Regions from separate parts of the Mus musculus genome. Here region 2 is linked to region 1. Evidence: chromatin contacts called from public Hi-C data. All regions are on one chromosome and are shown on one strand. Each heading gives the region's core, a stretch centred on a gene start, on an enhancer-like site or on the middle of the called end of the contact. The rest is flanking DNA. Distances are from core to core; before and after follow the strand shown.

Evidence for each region. Hi-C and Micro-C count contacts between places; a contact is called where the count stands out from the background.
Region 2: a contact with region 1 is called in a Hi-C map of granulocyte-monocyte progenitors, with 3 times the contacts expected there. The contact joins the promoter of Tfec here to the enhancer-like site in region 1. A contact is called at or near these places in 2 of 39 promoter capture datasets (hippocampal neurons and liver), 2 of 484 Hi-C or Micro-C datasets (bone marrow-derived macrophages and granulocyte-monocyte progenitors) and 1 of 9 other capture datasets (liver).

What each region holds. Positions count from the first base shown.
Region 1 is chr6:15,838,868-15,842,988 of GRCm38.p6, reverse strand. No RefSeq gene overlaps it. Among named protein-coding and RNA genes, the nearest start is that of Mdfic, 120 kb to the right of the region's middle. Within about 2 kb of position 1,273, at least 73 of the 459 cell types and tissues checked have an H3K27ac peak or open chromatin away from gene starts, as enhancers often do. A contact at or near this core is called in bone marrow-derived macrophages and granulocyte-monocyte progenitors, where this site is marked.
Region 2 is chr6:16,897,050-16,900,621 of GRCm38.p6, reverse strand. Tfec (transcription factor EC) reads left to right here and starts at 2,181. Exons shown (of 7, transcript NM_031198.3): 1 at 2,181-2,361.

The DNA of each region.
Region 1 (4,121 bases), core at 24-2,523:
TTTGGTTTGGTTTGGTTTGGTCCGGTTTGGTTTTTCCACAATAGAAGAGAGATTTTCAAGTGAGACTAATAGGTAAAATCAGCATACCCAGTTTCTTCACTGAAAAAATGCAATATGAATGAAGGACAGATTATTTATGGAGAAACACATTGTGTTGTGTCTTAGTTAGGGTTTTACTGCTATGAACGGACACCATGACCAAGGCAAGTCTTATAAAAAAAAATTTAATTGGGGCTGGCTTACAGGTTCAGAGATTCAGTCCATTATCATCAATGAGGGAGCATGGCAGCATCCAGGCAGGCATGGCGCAGGTAGAGCTGAGAGTTCTACATCTTCATCCAAAGGCTGCTAGTGGAAGACTGAGTTCCAGGTACCTAGGGTGAGAGTATTAAGCCCACACCCACAGTGACACACTACTCCAACCAGGTCACACCTATTCCAACAAGGTCACACCTCCAAATGGTGACACTCCCTGGTCCAAGAATATACAAACCATCACAAGTTGTATCATGTTCGGTCTTCTAAACTAGTGTTCTGTTCTGCTATATTTGTCTGTGCTTGTAATGACACACCTTTAACTCATAGGTGCTAAGCACTCTGTAGCTGTTCTACAGAAAATAAAAAATCCTTTAATATTTAAATTGGCTGGAGCTAGAGAGATGGCTCAGTGGTTAAGGTACCAGAGTTCAATTCCCAGCCACCACATGGTGGATCATAACCATCTGTAATAGGATCCGATGCCCTCTTCTGGTGTGTCTGAGGAGAGTGACAGTGCACAGTGTACTCTCATATATAAAATAAATTTAAAAAATTAAAAAAAAAAGAGTAGCCACCATTAGCTGAGAATAGACACAATGGACTGAAGTCATTAGTAATTACTTTAGGCAGCCACTGACTGATGCAACAGCGTTGCTCTCTGTACGTCCAGAGCAGCTTGTGTTGTCATGAGAATAAGCACCAGGAAAGGCAGAATGCCAGGTGCTTTCTGAGTAACTCTCATGTGGCTCTCATGGGACTTTTTTAAAAAACTCATTTCTCTTTAAACTATATCGGCAAAAGCCATCAATTCATCAGAGTTGGACTTCTGTATCCTCAAAGCTTGTAATGCCAACATTTCCATCTTCTAAATGTAAGTAATTTTACAAGTGTTTGTTCCAATGTAGTCAAGAAAAAAAAAAAAAAAAAAAAAAAGCCTGTTGGCCACAGCTGGCATTGATGGTGAGTAAATGGGGAAGTCCAAAGATGAAAAACCTTTCACTTCCCCATACAGTCTGACAAGAGCATAAAGGAGGTTAATTTGCAAAGCAGCATGACATTGACCCTAATGGTGCTTCAGTGCATTAATCTTATGCCTAAGTGGCAGACTGGGAAAACCTTGTCTCCTGCACCTCAGAAGAGCAGTACAGACACAAACATGAAGCAAACTTCTGAAACCGCATCTAGTGATCTATGGGGCTGTTAAGAACAGATCTGATCAAACCGGACATTCTGGGTTCAAGTCCTGGCCCTCCTGTAAAGTGAATCTGTACTCTTGTGTAGTTTCTTCTTTCTAAACACCACTTTCTGCCTGTGTAGACTGGTCTATTGTTGAACCTCCCTCTCGGTCTCAGGAACTTATTAGGAAGGTTGAATGATTCAGGTATCCAGAGCTCTTTCAAACGTGGTTGCGGTAAAATAAGGACTGTACTTTTGCATTTCTATTTCCTATTCATCTTTGTATCATTCTTTTGTGTTTAAGTAGAGTCTCTAAACATAGTTCAAGCTGACCTGGAAATTAGAATTCTCCTGCCTCAGTTTCTGGAGTGTCAGGATTCTGTATGGATCACCGTGCCCAGCAAACATTTCATTTATAGTAAGATTACCATTTTGGACCATTAAGCTACAATCCATATTGTCTGGATATTAACAAGAGGGAAGCCTAGACCATGAAGGAGATCTGAACCAAAATAGCAAATCCATTCCAGGACTTCTGTCAACACAGTTGTACCTTTGTCTTCAGAGAAATGTGTCAGAAAGAGCAGGGGCAGTAGTTCATTGCTTTCTCATTATCTATGGGCTCGTAGCTTCTTATCCCACATAGCTAGAGTGGTGAACCCAAAGTCCTGAGTGACCAATCAGGTTGAGTAGGCAAGCATAGCTTCCTGATCCAAACAGGATCAGTGTACATTTATATGGGGTTCTCAGATTACCTATCCCAAGGCTGACCTCTTCTAATTTCTTGTTTCCTAAGACCCAAAACTCTTCCGCTTTCTTTCCTCACTCATCATCCTTCACTCTGCACTCTAGCTTCGAAGTGGCAGAGCCAATCTGGAAAACATGTCTGGTTTACTTGCACAGTGCATTGAACAATTTGCCTAGGATTGTTATAGTTCTGATGACCATGCAATTCTGCAATGGCATCCATGACTCTGCTAAGAAAATATACAAGAAGAATGCAGTGGAGTTTTGTAAACTTCTCTCTATAGACATTCTTGTCTGTTCCAAAAATAGGGGACTCTAATGAACTTTAAAATCTACATGTCATGTTTAGTCCTCAAAATCAAATCAAGCAAGGTAGCCAAAGGATTAAAAGGGTTGACGCATTACCAGTAAGGTGTTAAGTTCTATACATAACAATTGCTGCTTTATCATCATCTTCTTCGTCATCATGATTCAAAAGAGCTAGAAGAACAAAGGCATTTTCTGCCAAGAATTTTTCAATAACCTTAAAGGAATCTTGTCTTCAGACGAGTTTGATACACTATAATCTTGACATACACCGTTGGAACTCATGGTGAATGGAAGAACTTCAGCAAAGTTTTCCTGCTTGTGTGAAAAGAAGAAAGAAAAAAAAACCATCACCACCTGCTCTGTCCTGAGTCTCTCAGATTCCTTTCTACGTTTCCTTTGATTGTTTGCTTTCTCCTTGGCTCAAGAAATTCCTCATTGGCAGCCTCTCACAGCTCCAGACTGACTTGGCACAGAATCTTGCCCCATACTTCTCAGTTTATTCTATTTTGACTTGGTAACAAATATTTCAAGTGTCCATTTCAGGAATAGTTTCCAAAGCATGCACTACCTTAACTCCGTGGGTTGTCTCCAGCCTTGCCTCTTGCAGTTCACAATGATCCTTAAAAGTCTACAGCTTATCCATTAAAACAGCTGTAGGAAAACCTAGCTGTACCTCTGTGCAGCTGCTACACCACCCACTGGAGCAAGGATCGATCACCAGCATAAGGATGGCGAAAGATGTACTGACTGAGAGTAATGGAGCCGACTCTTACCAATCCTCCAACTGGTTTGCATATTTCCATTAGAGTCTATTGCCCAGTATGACAAGGACATTATTTGAGTCTAATCATTGTTTGTTGTTCTCAGGTAGTTCCCAAAATGTACTATTTTTAACAACTTCTTCAAAATCTGGGTCCATCGAGTGAAAAACACATATACACAGAGTGAAAGAGAGAGAGGGAGGGAGAGAGAGAGAGAGAGAGAGAGAGAGAGAGAGAGAGAGAGAGAGAGAGAGAGAATACTTTGTCAGGGCTTTACACTCTGATATAATACATACCAATACAGCAGTAACAGACCCTTGAGTTATATATACTACTCTCTAGAGATATTCACTACATTTTTTATTGTTCTAGACTGAGACCAGAATCAACTAATGTGAAAACAATAACTCCTGAATTAAGGTAGCAAACTTGTTGGCAGTGGGTACATGAACAGACCATTACTAGATGCTTGATGCCATGAGTAGATAAAAATGCTGCTTTTCTGTATACATACAAATCCACAATAAAGTGTTTGTATGTGTGCATGCATGTGTGTGTGTCTCTTGCACTTATTAACTAAAAGAAATTGTGTCTTCTAGAAATGTCAGAAACTAACCCATTAATTCTCCCCAACATGGCTTCCTAAACATAACCTGAACAAGAATGGCTACAGTGGACATGCAAGTGGGAAAGCTCCTGAGACCTCAACCCCGGACAAACAACTACAGGATGCTGAAGGATGCTGAGAGTGGGAGGAATAGCCAATACCAAATGGTCACGCCTGGACACATATACATACAAGTGAAGTTTAATTTATATATTTAGAATAGTAACAAGTTAAACACCATAATTAGTAGTAAAACAATGATT
Region 2 (3,572 bases), core at 932-3,431, 1.1 Mb before region 1:
TCACCCTGAAAGAACATTGATTCTTTCTTTCTTTGCTGCCATTAGCTGCCTGCATCTCTTCATCAGGGGGTAGGGCCTTGCGAGATTTCTCTTCATGTACATTGGCTCATCATCTAGTGTTGTCATTATAAGGTTTGATTCATGCAACCACATTTTTGAAATTTCATACGTGCAGCTTCTCTATGATATACAGAAAACAATACAATAAATAAATGAATAAATTAAGCATCGCACTTCTTTTGATGCAGAGCCAAAAGTAAATAAAACTTTGAATTGTTTTCATCCATTCTGTCTACCATGTGGCAAGACTTATTCTGAGGAGTCACAGTAGCTGGGTTGATGTTTGATTTTTACTTCCATAGAAATGTTGCCTTTTTTACTTTGAATGAAATACATGAAGAAACATCAAGTTATAAGAAAAAAAACATATTTGGGATCACATTTCTGAAATCTTTCAGTTCACAATGAGTTGACTTACTACTTTGGGACTTGTAAGGTGGCTTGTGGGAAGAATGGCTGCCAGAAGGGATCTGCTCACTTCAAGGCCAGAAGGAAAACAGGTATGGACCCCTGAAGCACGTCCCCGGTAGCCAAAGGCCCTCCAGTAAGTCCTGCTTCTTCAACTTTCCATCACTTCCTAATATGTCAAGCTGGAACTAAGCTTTGAGCACATGAGCCCTTGGAGAGTCTTTGGGACTTGAAATACAGCAAAAGCCTGTCCTTAATGAATGTCAGATTGTTTTCCAGCAAGCAGAGATTTTGTCAGAGTCAAGGTCAGGAGTCCAGAAGGTAAGAGGATCCTGTATGTATTTCAATTTTAGTAATCAGAGAAAAGAGAAGGAAACAGAAGAGGACACCTGAATATCTAATTATATAGAAGAATGTCTTACTGTGGTACCCTGAAAACGCATGAAAATGAAGGCAGTGAGACTGATTATTAGTGTGCATTGATACAAATGGAAGAAGATATTAAAGGCTTATTAAGCACATGCTGTTGATATGGAAAATATGTTGGGACTGATAAATTACTGCCAGTAGTAATATTGATAAGCCTAGTTGAGGTGTTCTGTTCAGTAGTTTTTAAGAGCTTGACTAGAATGGATTTAGGAGAGGACATAAGATGTGAAATCACAGGCAGGGGACACAGACTTCTCTGGAGCCTCTGAATGGAGACAAACAGCTCGAGGTGCTGTGGTCATGCATTTGTGGACCTCGTAAGTACGCCATTACTGCAGCAGAACTGGGAAGCCATGAATGGGTTGCACCCCCAAAAGTTCAAAATGCTTCTTATTATATGCCTTACAGGAAAAGTGTATCAAATTCTGGTATAGAAAACATTTATGTTTTGTTTTGAAAATTAGATTAGTGTACTTACTCCTAAAATGGGTTCTTAATAGAGTCATTTGTGATTCTGGCTGAAAGCTCCTGACATCAATAATGTCTGATTGAGTAGAAAGAAAGAAAGAGAGATATTTGAAAGGCAGCTTTGAGGGTTTGAGGGTCAAGAGGAAAGCTATTTGTATATATATATATATATATATATATATAAAATAGTAGAATATACACTATATGTAGTATATACTATACATGCAATAATATAGCATTAATATATAGTATATAGAAATATATAATATATATGTACTCATATATATTATATATGTACACACACAAGCACACACACATATACATCCAAAGTTCAATTTTATGTTTCTGTCTAATCTTCTTGGGAAGATCAATTATTCTTGGTTATGAAGTCTTTGAGAACAAATTGGGAAGTAAGAAAACTCGCATTATATAAAATTCAGGAAATAGTCTTAAAACAAAAACTCAAACAATAACAATTCTAAGTCAAAGTGTAATTCCTAACTGAAAGTGGGCAAGGACAGTGTTCTGAAGAAACTTACTTGTAAGGCAGAATGTGTTGCAATAACTGTGGGGTCTTAGTCCACTGAGCTAATAACCACATACTGCCATTGTAAATTCTGGGGAAAAATGTTTATTATGGGGCAATAACGGCATCAATGAGAGGATTTTTACTGTAGTCACACCACTGGAGTAGTTTTTCTGGAATGCTGTTTCTCAAATTAGTAGCACATTTCTGATAAAGAAAGGAAGTCGCCTTAACTTAAAACTGCTGTGTCATTTCTTCTTCCTTAACTGAAATTCCAACCAGAGTCCAGGAAATGCCCTAATGGGTGACTTCTCTTTTCTCCTTCCTCAACTAAGCGGATTCCAAGCTGTTCAAACCATTTATTCTTCTTGAGCAGACCCTTGACTTTTGTGCTTAGGTTATGAGACGAGGGGCTGTAATTTGGAGCTGTTTGTAGCCGCGATGACACACCTAGAATCCAATCAGTGCTGGTAGGTAACCAAACTGGAAGGTTAAGGTTAATTTTCTGTGCTTTAAACAAATATGATGACAAGTTCAATCAATACCTGTTTTGCCTTGATAATATGCATAGCTCTCTTGTAATTATGGTTTCATCTTGCATGGTAGTCAGGTATCAGGACCTTAGAGCAGCCAAGCTACGATTCGCTATAATGTGGATGAGATATAACGGGAATGCTATCAATTTCTATTTTAATCAAGATGTAGAAATCACTGTTTTAGTTTATGATAACCTAGGGAATTTCTTCTAGTTTAATATTTTCAGATATTTACTAAATTGGAATATAATTTAACATTTTATTGCATCGTATGGTATTTTATGAGTAAATGTTAATTTCAATTTACATTCAAACATTGTCTGTTTTATTGTTTTTTTTTAAAGTTAAGAATATATAAGAATATTTGTTCTTCACAGATAATAACACCAGATAGGATTTTAGCATGTGTTCTTTTCCCAAGGTTAGGTTATGGTATTCCTTTTGTACATATGTAGATCTAATTATTTTGCTTAGGAGATTTCAAGTATACTAAACCAGTAACTTTTAAAGTAATAATTTTAAATTGAAACAAAGCCCTAAAAATTAGGGCCAGGATTATTTCTCTGTATGTGCACAAATATAAATAAAGAGGTGTTATATGCACATAGATTTGTTTCTGTGGTTATTCTAGATTATCAATACTATCCCACATTATTAGGAATAGACATTTTGAGAACAATAATGAACCTGAGGTAATATTTAATTTTGCTTGAGTTGTTCATTGGTAATTTATTTGCTAGAAGCCTCATTTAGTGATAAAGAGTTTTCAGTGTACTTGACAATTTTTCCCTGCTCAAAGGCTTTGTCAACAAAGAAAGCTAAAACAGAATGAGAGTTCAGCAAGATCCTGCGAGAAGGGTGCTTCCCTCGGGTCTTACATGGAGCTGATTGTGGCTAGACACTTTCAAGTAGCTGTTGAATTAAATCTTTTCCGTATTTGGTGGAAGCAACCTTAAATAGGTCAAACTTGAGGTTTACACTTGAGTATTTAAAGAAACCTTTAAAGCTATGGACTCAGTGGACTACATATCTACACTTTGTTTGTTTCGTGGATTTTGTGACTTTCTCCTTCTTGCTTTCTCTGTGAAGCAGTAGACTAGGCTACTGGAGGAGTAGATTTTACTGAACTGAAACTTGGGCTTGAT